2 separate regions of the Mus musculus genome follow, and region 1 is linked to region 2. Evidence: chromatin contacts called from public HiChIP or PLAC-seq data. All regions are on one chromosome and are shown on one strand. The core of a region is the stretch at or near the end of the contact, and the rest is flanking DNA. Distances in the headings are between cores, read along the strand shown. Region 1 overlaps Gm40446 (a long non-coding RNA gene). Region 2 has its middle 6.3 kb from the start of Gm35189.

What was found. HiChIP or PLAC-seq counts read pairs in DNA pulled down with a chosen protein or histone mark.
Region 1: a contact with region 2 is called in a RAD21 HiChIP or PLAC-seq map of pro-B cells, with 2.8 times the contacts expected there. The contact joins two enhancer-like sites. A contact is called at or near these places in 1 of 15 datasets of contacts at CTCF or cohesin (pro-B cells), 10 of 484 Hi-C or Micro-C datasets (B cells, the Ba/F3 cell line, CD4 T cells and 7 more), 7 of 115 datasets of contacts at active chromatin or transcription factors (CD8 T cells, DN3 thymocytes, the HPC-7 cell line and 4 more) and 1 of 9 other capture datasets (embryonic stem cells).

Annotation. Positions count from the first base shown.
Region 1 is chr12:77,152,487-77,157,058 of GRCm38.p6, reverse strand. The region is part of intron 1 of Gm40446 (a long non-coding RNA gene); the gene reads left to right. Among named protein-coding and RNA genes, the nearest start is that of Gm40446, 37 kb to the left of the region's middle. Within about 2 kb of position 2,783, at least 11 of the 459 cell types and tissues checked have an H3K27ac peak or open chromatin away from gene starts, as enhancers often do. A contact at or near this core is called in pro-B cells, where this site is marked.
Region 2 is chr12:77,059,073-77,063,699 of GRCm38.p6, reverse strand. No RefSeq gene overlaps it. Among named protein-coding and RNA genes, the nearest start is that of Gm35189, 6.3 kb to the right of the region's middle. Within about 2 kb of position 3,094, at least 189 of the 459 cell types and tissues checked have an H3K27ac peak or open chromatin away from gene starts, as enhancers often do. A contact at or near this core is called in pro-B cells, where this site is marked.

The sequences.
Region 1 (4,572 bases), core at 1,534-4,033, 94 kb before region 2:
AAAATAGTGCCAGGTGGCATTTATTTCCTGTTCCCTACCCCTTTGTTTGTTTTAGGATGAATTGGCCCAGGTGTTAGACTCAAGTAAACTTCCACCCCCATCTCCCTGAGTGGCTGGAACCACAGGAGAGCCTCTTTACCATGCCTTAATACTGCTTACTGAGTGTCTAGTACATTCAGATAACTTGACATAATATATCATCAGTTCCCAAAACTGTCTATGAAAGATAAGAATTATTAACTAGACTGAAGACGTGGCTCAGTGGTTAAGAGTATTTACTGATCTTATAGAGGATATGAGTTTGGTTCCTAGTACCCAAAAGACTCACAACTGCTTGTTAAGTCCAGTTTCAAGGGGTCTGTGTCCTTTTCTGGCTGCCATGGCCCCCTGCACACATGTGGTACATATATACACACTCAACACACACACAATAAATATTTTTCATATATAATTTATTTTATTTTATGTTTGTTGGTGTCTTGCATGCATGTATGTCTGTGAGGGTGTCAAAAACCCTGGAACTGGAGCTACAGACAAGTGTGAGCTGCCATGTGGGTGCTGGGAATTGAACCCGGGTCCTCTGGAAGAGCAGCCAATGTTCTTAACCACTGATTCATCCAGCCCCCAAAATAAATGGGTACTCTTAAAAAAATTATTGACTGCATTTTATAATGATAAGAACCTAAATATCTCTCAAAGCTAGAGATATTAAATGTTGTACCTAAGATCATCTGCTAGTCAATAGAGCAGCTGGCATCTGAACCCACATATGTGTAACTGTGAAACCAGTATCCCTCCCCCACATTATGTGGCTTCTTAGTGTACATGTAGGTCTCTCTGACTGCCCACTCATCTTCATCCCTATCTTCATCTTTCTCTGGTTCCACTCCCCAGGGTGGATACTCATAACTGGTCCTGAAGCCCACGCCTGAGTGCACTTGAGCAGGCATGTGCTCTAGAACGAGGCTTCCTGGCTTCCCTGTGTTGTCACAGCTGTCTGGGTTGTCTTCTACTTTCTTTATACTCTGTCTCACCTGGGCTGACTTTCAGACCCAGTGAGTACTTGAAAAATATCGATCAAATGCTATCAGGAAACAACACGAGTCGGGACAGGAACCAAAGCTGATCCCCTGGCAAGGCCTTTGGGTGCTGAATGAACCAGGCTCAGTCAAGTCTGGAGCAGGAAAGAGCAGCCTTTTTGCTTGCAACGTGCCCAGGGAGTTGTTCAGAACAGGATGGCTCTGGCAACAGAAGCTCTTACATTCCCCAGGGTCTTGTAAGCCCTAGCAATCTCCATCTTCCTTCCCCTCCTCCCCACCAACAGCAGTTATTAAGCAGCCTAATTATTAAAGACGACGGGTGGAAGAGAAAGGTAGGAAATTGGAGGGTTGGATCAAGCTCTTTAGAAAGCCAGAAAAATGACTGTGCATGTGTAACACCTCACTTGGAGAACGATGTGGATGGTCCTGACCCAGCCAGGTGCATTGTTAAACCTGTGGGGAAGAGATAGGCAAACAGACCATTTTTCTCTCTCACTCACAAATACTGTGAGCTCAAAGCTGAACTGCCAAGACTCCAGAATAAATCCTCTGGATTTATTCTCCCAACAAGGCCAGAGAACTGACAGACTCTCAAGCAAGAATAATGTCTGTTCAGTGGAATGCTTAGGATATCCTAAGCATAAAGACATTCTATTAGCAGATTGACTAGACAATAAGCTCCATTGGTACGAAGCTGTACTCACCTTATTTTTAATTCTAGGATGGAATCCAGTGTCTGGCACAGGATGGATGCTCAGGAAATGCTTACAGGAACCAGACATTCGTATTCCACCCAAGGCTATCGCTGAGTGAATGAATGACTATGGACGTTAATGAATGAGAAATGCAGTTTAAATGTACCCTTGACAGGAACACGGGTTTCTGCAGCCATGGCTCGGGCTCTCTAATTATTTAGGAAGTCTGCATTCTTTTCTTAATTTCATCTTGACTTTGTCCCCTAAAAGACAGAGCTTCTGATAAACAAATATGACTGCTAAAAGAAAGGCAAAAAAGAGAGAATTCTGCTGGCTTTTCTTCATCCCCATATAGTATCAAATAGTCCCAAACCTCCAGGCTGTCTAGGCGTTCTGCTCCTCCCATCTCTGCACAGGCCTGGCTGGGATTGCTTCAGGAGCTGAGAACATTTGCTTCCAGCTTTTCTGATCCCTTCCCTTCCACTCTTTACTCTCTATTCTTTATTCTTTTTCTTCTCCAGGTAATTCTGTGGGCTCTGTGGGCTCAGCTGGAACCCGCTTCTACAGATCCAGCAACTCTCAATTCCGTGGGCTTAGCATCTTTACATAGAAAGCACATGTGGTGGGCTGAGGGTGCATCTCAGAGGTAGAGCTAGCAAGCATGAAATCCTAGATCGCCAACACACACACACACACACACACACACCCTTGAAAAATCATCATGGGGAGGCAAGAAGTGACATGCATGTGAAATGGGGCGGGCAGCGGGGATGGAGGTGGGTGATGGGTAGCCTTGCTTCACAAGGGTCCTAGGTAGAAAGATGGTGAGAACTATCATGCTTCCCTTTCTACTGGCAAATAGATAGGTGCAAGCCACGGCAGGGGCTTCGTTTGGAATTGAAGTATGAATCTGGTGTATTTTACCAAGACACAAAAGTCCATTGCACAGCTGAGAAACTGAAACCCAGAGCACAGGAGACTTCCTGCCGTTCCCCAGCCCCAGCTGTGTGCCTCACCTTGAGACTGTTCTCAGTGGACATTTGCAGCCTTTGTCACACAGGGACGTAGCTATTTACTAATGTCGTTTCCTGCTCAGTTTTCTGTGTACTCTCAGGGTACAGAAACCATGCCTTTCATCTTTTCGACTCAGAAGGATAAAGCCTTCCGCACACTTCTCTGAAGTCAACCGGCTAACACAGGTACAGCTGGTTCAAGACCCAGGTCTCTCCCATTCTCTATCCCTAGTATCCTTTTAGAACATTTAATAAAAGAAAATGGGCTGATGACTTATAAAATGTCAATTAAGTATTTGTTAAGTCCATAAACTACCCAAAGAGTCACTTTTCATTTTTTAATTAAAAAAGAAAAAAAGAGGTGGGTTAGGGATATAGCTCAATAGTAGAGTGTTTGCTTAGTTTTCTCAATAAAGAAAAGCAAAATAAAATCCTCCAAACCTTTGTCTTCTGTTGCTTTTGTCAGGAATCCCAGGCAGTCACTCAGAGATGAGCTAGGGGTCACATTTCTAGTCCCTGCACCTGAAGTAGCAGGACACTCAGATCTATGGAGGCAGAACCTCCAAACACTAGTCTCCATGATGGTCTCCCTGCTAGGTGCGAACAAATTTTGTGAAGTAATTTGGTGTGAAAAAAATATCACCCTCACCACTTGTCAACGCACACTGCACTCTGTTCAGGCCACAAGTGAAAGCCATCACAATTTACTACTATGTTCCTAGGCCTTTGTTCTCACTACATAATGCAGCTGTCCTAGAACTCGGGATTCTTTCCCTTCTGTCTCCTGGAGTTGCTGGCCTTCGGGCAGGTACCATCATGTCAGCTTTTTGTGCTGCTTGGGGTCAAACCCAGGGCTCTCTAACACATACTAAGACACTTGCTCTACCATGGACTAATGGCCTCAGCCTTGCGTCTGTCTCTGTCTCTCTGTTTCTCTGCTGGCTTAGAACTTACTATGTAGCCCAGGCTGGCCCCAACGCATGGTAACTAACTTCCTGTTCAACTGCCCAGGTGCTGGGATTATAGGCATGCACCACTATGGCTGGCTTTTTCCTCTTTTAAAGAGACCAATGCCCCAAAAAAGTCTGCAAATCACAAACACATCGTTTCAGAAGCTCCCAGAATGGCGTAGATGTTTTGAGAGCATAAACTAAGCCTCCATCAATACAAAGATTGATTGCAAAGGTGATTTACGTACTTCGCTTTTTTCGTGTGTTTTTACTGTCAAACTCTTACGTCCTGGAACGGGCCATGTCTCAAAGGTAACTTTTAGATCAGTGAGTGACATTTCTCAGTTACTCCTCCAGGTATCTGGGATGAAGCCTGCTACATAGTTCATTAGGTAAAAACTTGTTAAATGATTAATTAACAGGTGTATTTTCAGTTTTCTTACCCACTAAGCCCTGTCACTTGAAATGAACCTAGAACATGTGCTCTGTCTCTGAGGACACTGACTGCGCTCCTTCATTTAACTTAAAAAACAGAAAGATAGATGATAGATAGATCATACATACATACATACACAGATACATAGATGATAGATACATATATAGATACACAGATACATACATAGATACATAGATAGATAGATGATAGATAGATAGATAGATGATAGATGAAAGATAGATGATAGATAGATCATACATACATACATACATACACAGATACATAGATAGATGATAGATACATATATATATATACACAGATACATACATAGATACATAGATAATAGATGAAAGATAGATGATAGATAGATGATACATACATACATACACAGATACATAGATAGATGATAGATACATATATAGATACACAGATACATCA
Region 2 (4,627 bases), core at 1,845-4,344:
TAATTCCTAATACATAGAAGCTTTTCTGGTCCCCCTTGTTTGACAATTAGTGGTGGCTGAGGAACAGGGTGTCATTTCTTCAGTGGTGTAGCCACTGAGAAGTTTTTCATGTTCTAATAAGTAACCTCCCAGCTGTGCCCATGCAAGAAGCACAATTAAACTCAGTGGGCCACACACTAAAGACATGGATTTGTTGGAAAGAGGGAGTTTAGTGGGAGAAGGGGGAATGAGATAGGGCAATAGAAGGGGAAGTGACTAAAATTGATTATATACAAGGATGAGACTCTCAAGGGGTTATAAAAATGCAATGTTTAAAATAAAAGAGTATACAATAAAGCCGGTGGCAATATTAACAAATGCAACTTTAATAATGCACAAGTGTCAAAATTCAGAATAGCTGCATTACGCAGCCACTAATATTTTCTAATGACCCACACATGCGATTACAAAATAATCCAGAGGCAAAGATGGATTCAAAGTGAAAGAAAGGTTATGAGACCTTGATGTCAAAGATTTTTTTTTAAGTTTTTTAATACCTGATTTCAGATTCCACATAATCAGTGTCTGAAGGATAAACTTGCTCATGTTCTGTTTTCATGTGGTATCAAAAGAAAACTGGTAAATCAGGAAAGGCTATTTAACTATTTCCCCTTTCTCCTGTTCCTCTCTGTGTGAGTGTGAGTTGGTGTGCATCTCTGTGTGTGTGTTTGTGTTATACATGTGTGTGCATCTGTGTGTGTAAAGGCCAGATGAGGATGGGATGTCTTCCTCTATTGCTCCCCACCTCATTACCTTAACATGAGTCCTCTCGCTGAACACAGACTCTGCGTTGAGGCAGGCAGCACCCCAGCATCTGCCTCTCTCCACCCTGCAGTGCTGGGGTTACAGTGCACCTGGCCGTGCGTTACATTTCTGGGGACTCCGGGACTAGAACCCAGGTCTTCCTGCTTGCACAGCAAGCACTCTTACCCAATCAACTGTCTCCGTAGCCCCTATTTATCTCTTTCCAAATCTTAGATTTGAATGAGACTAGTTTTTTCTCCATATACTTGTACTGAAACAACATGTCCCAGTGTGTTGAATCCCAAAACGGACACAAGTATTCAGCTATTCTATTCTGCCAGATGCTAAAGAGATTTGCAAAACTATCAATGCCAGTATTCACATTAAAGTTTGTATATTATCATTTCTTGTCCATTTAAACAGTGTTATTACTGCTTGACATAGGGGTACACATACCCTGTAAATCCAGCACTTGGGAGGCAGAGGCAGGTGGATTCCTGAGTTCGAGGTCAGGCTGGTCTACAAAGTGAGTTCCAGGACAGCCAGGGCTACACAGAGAAACCCTGTCTCGAAAAAAATCAAAATAAACAAACAAACAAAGGTTTAAACAAAGTCTCACTTTTCTTTCTAATAATGTTGATACATGCCAATCAATTTTACCTCACAGACATTCTGAGGGCCTCTCAAGGAGTCTGCACTAGTGTGAAAGATTCCTGTAAGCAACAGGTTTAAGACATGAAGCTCAGAGTTCCTCTCTAACCCGCTTAGTTACCTACTTAGCAACCCAATGCCTTCTTTAACAAATATTTCTATTCTTCTGTCCAAAGGAACTTATTTAGGGCTGGAGAGATGGCTCAGTAGTTAAGGGCACTGACTGCTCTTGCAGAAGACACAGATACAACCCCTAGCATCCACACAATGACTGACTTACAATCATCTGTGACTCCAGTTGCAGGGGACCTGACACCTTCCTCTGACCTTTGCAGGCAGCAGACACACAAGCGTATGTAGGCAAAACATATAGGCATGTAGGCAAAACGAATATACAAAGTAAAAATCTTTTAAAATTCAGAACCTAATTTTTAAAAGTATAATGTTGTAAGTGCCCCTAAAACTGCTTTTTCTGTCATCTCCTGGAGCCTTGCCTATGATCCCGTGCCCATACAGCCTGGTGCTCAGCAGAATGTTCCCGTCAAACCTTTGAGACAGCGTTGTGTAATTCCTGCCTCCCTTACATTCTGCTAGGCCAATTCCCACCACCCGGCCTCTCCTGGCCTGTCTGCTCCGCTAAGAGCTTGGAGTTTGGCTTGCTTTTCTGTGCCTGAGCTCTGGCCTGGAATTTGCTCCATGGCAGAAATCTGGAACCACCTAGTATCTGATTACCTCATCTGTCCCTTTTCAACCGATTTCTGAACCTTCGATAACTTTGTTCCACCTTCTCTAGTTTTCTGGAAGCTTCCGTGGAGAGCTGGCCCCATGTCTGTGGGCTTTTGATAACTGGAATACTCTTTTAACCCCCTTGCTCTGTTTGAAACAAAAGGCCCTGGATTTTAGCCATCCCAGGCCCTGGGGAGTAAGCAGGGCTCACCTTTAGCCTGGCAACATGGGCCTTCTGAGGGTTCCAGAACTCTGACCTTAAACTCCAGCGCTAAACAACACGTTGCCCTCCCCACGCTTCCAAAGAATGAAAGGGAAGCATTATATTTTTAGCTTAAAAGTCCTGGCTTTCAAGGGTTGGTATAAATTAACATGGCGGAAGGGGGTACATCCTAAGCCAAAATGTTAACAAGGACAATGGGCCTCTGAGAAATCAACTTCTAGTCTTTTTTTTTTCCTGGACTTTCCAAATTTTAAATAAATGAACAAGGGCTATCTTTAGAAAACAGAACAATGTCCCATATTTGTGGTCCCCTCCCACTGGCTGACTTTTCTTTGTGCTTTAGTACAAATATAGGCCAGGGTGTGACTGATAGTTGATAGCTCGCCTGGGTGTGGATCCTCCCTTCCCTGTCTCCCAGAAGAAGGTTCTTTGAAGAGCTTCCGTGTTTGTCCAGCAAATGACTACAGCCTAAGAAAACTCAACTTTCTCAGAAAAAATTTCCAGACATTTCTGATTACAGCCAAGTCTCCAAGAGAAGCCTGAGGGAAGGAGTCCTGAGGAGAAAATGTTTTGTTTCTGACCAGGGGCTTGGGCCCCCTCACCCCCTCGGGCGCCCCACTCTGACCCCACCCGTCCCACCCACACCTTAGTAGCCTTTGCTCTCTATCAGCTCAAGCCCAACAGAGGGTAGCCCTTCTACTGTGATACCCAGCTGCTGTCACTCAACGCCTGCGTCCCCTTTAAAAATGAAAACAAGTTCCTCAGACTCCAGAGCAGGAACTCTGGAGACGTTAGCATATTCTGGCAAGGCGCCTGATGGATAATAGATAACAGGTTATCCAGGAAATAATTAGAAGCCTGCGCCCACACGGATCGGTTGCACACACTGACCCCTGTCATTCAGGATGTGGCCCTGACAGTAAGAACCCTTTCTTCTTTCGCTTTCAGGCGTCAGAAAAATGTCAGGCTTCTCTCCTGCCTTTATGCGGTGACAAGTTAACAAATGCTGAGTTTCCAAAAGGCACTTATAAGACCCTCCGAAGCATGAGTTCTCACGAGTCTGGGGAACCAGTAGGTTCCCTCCCATGAGCCCCTGGGCGGGGCGGGGTAGGGGAAATCACTTCCTCAGCCTCGTGCTGCTGTGTAAGGAGTCCTTGCTTCCTTCTCTCCACCCCTCCCTGTTTCTTTCCACCCCTTGCCTGAAGTTCTACCCCTGACCAGCTACTTTCAAAGTCCATGCCTGGCTGCTGAGCAGAGTCTAAGTAGCCACCCGGACTCTTCTCCAGCTGGGGACATTACCCCACACCCCACACCCCCAATATGCACCGATTTTGTTTGCTCTGAGATTCGGAAGTATTCACTTTTGTTTGTTAAGTACAGTCTCTGTATGCATCCACTGCTGTAGATATGTTGATGCGGTTATGACAGTCCATGGCTTCCACCATCTTTATCTTTTTCTTTGGTGAGATGTGTGATCTGAATGTAGATAGGAACTGTGACTAAGGGACTTCCCTGCCTTCCCTGCATTGAGCAGATGAAGATTGCTAGTAAGTCTATTCTTGGATCCTAAAGGCAGTGGGTTCCATTTTTCTCTTTCTACATCTTTGAGTGGGGTTGCATGTTTGTTTGTTTGTTTGTTTGTTTGTTTGTTTTTCTGTTCTAAAATCAAGAGTAATAATAAAGACCCCTTACTCTGACCATGACATTTCGACCAACACATTGTGTGTACCTCTGAACTCGCTCCAAAGTCTCCCTTTATTCTCCTCATTTCACAGACCAGAAAACTGAATCTTGGGGCAACTAAAAGTAAAGTAAAAACTGGAGTTATCAGATCCTAAGTTCTATCATCACACAAGCCTATTGTCCTGCACAAACAAACAGGCAAACCTGGGCCAGGCAAACTACACCATGCTACTTCATTCACGTCTTATACCCATATACGCTAACTCTTTCAAGGAAAGAGACCTGTGCCCTGGAAGTTATTAAGGAAAGCCCTCCCTTGAGAAGGGTGGTGGGAAGCTGTGGTGTATCCCCTATAGCATCCAAATCAACCATAGGTTTCATTTCATTTGAACCTCACATTAGAAATGAAGTTTAAGCTAAGAGCTGAGAAACGGTTTGCTCCAGGACCTTGGGTTTGTAGGTAGTTTGGATTCAGACTTCTAATTCTTAACTCTCTCCATACCTATGTTACCATCTCAGTCATCCCAAGATGCTTCAACAAACCACACAAAGAACTGTGCA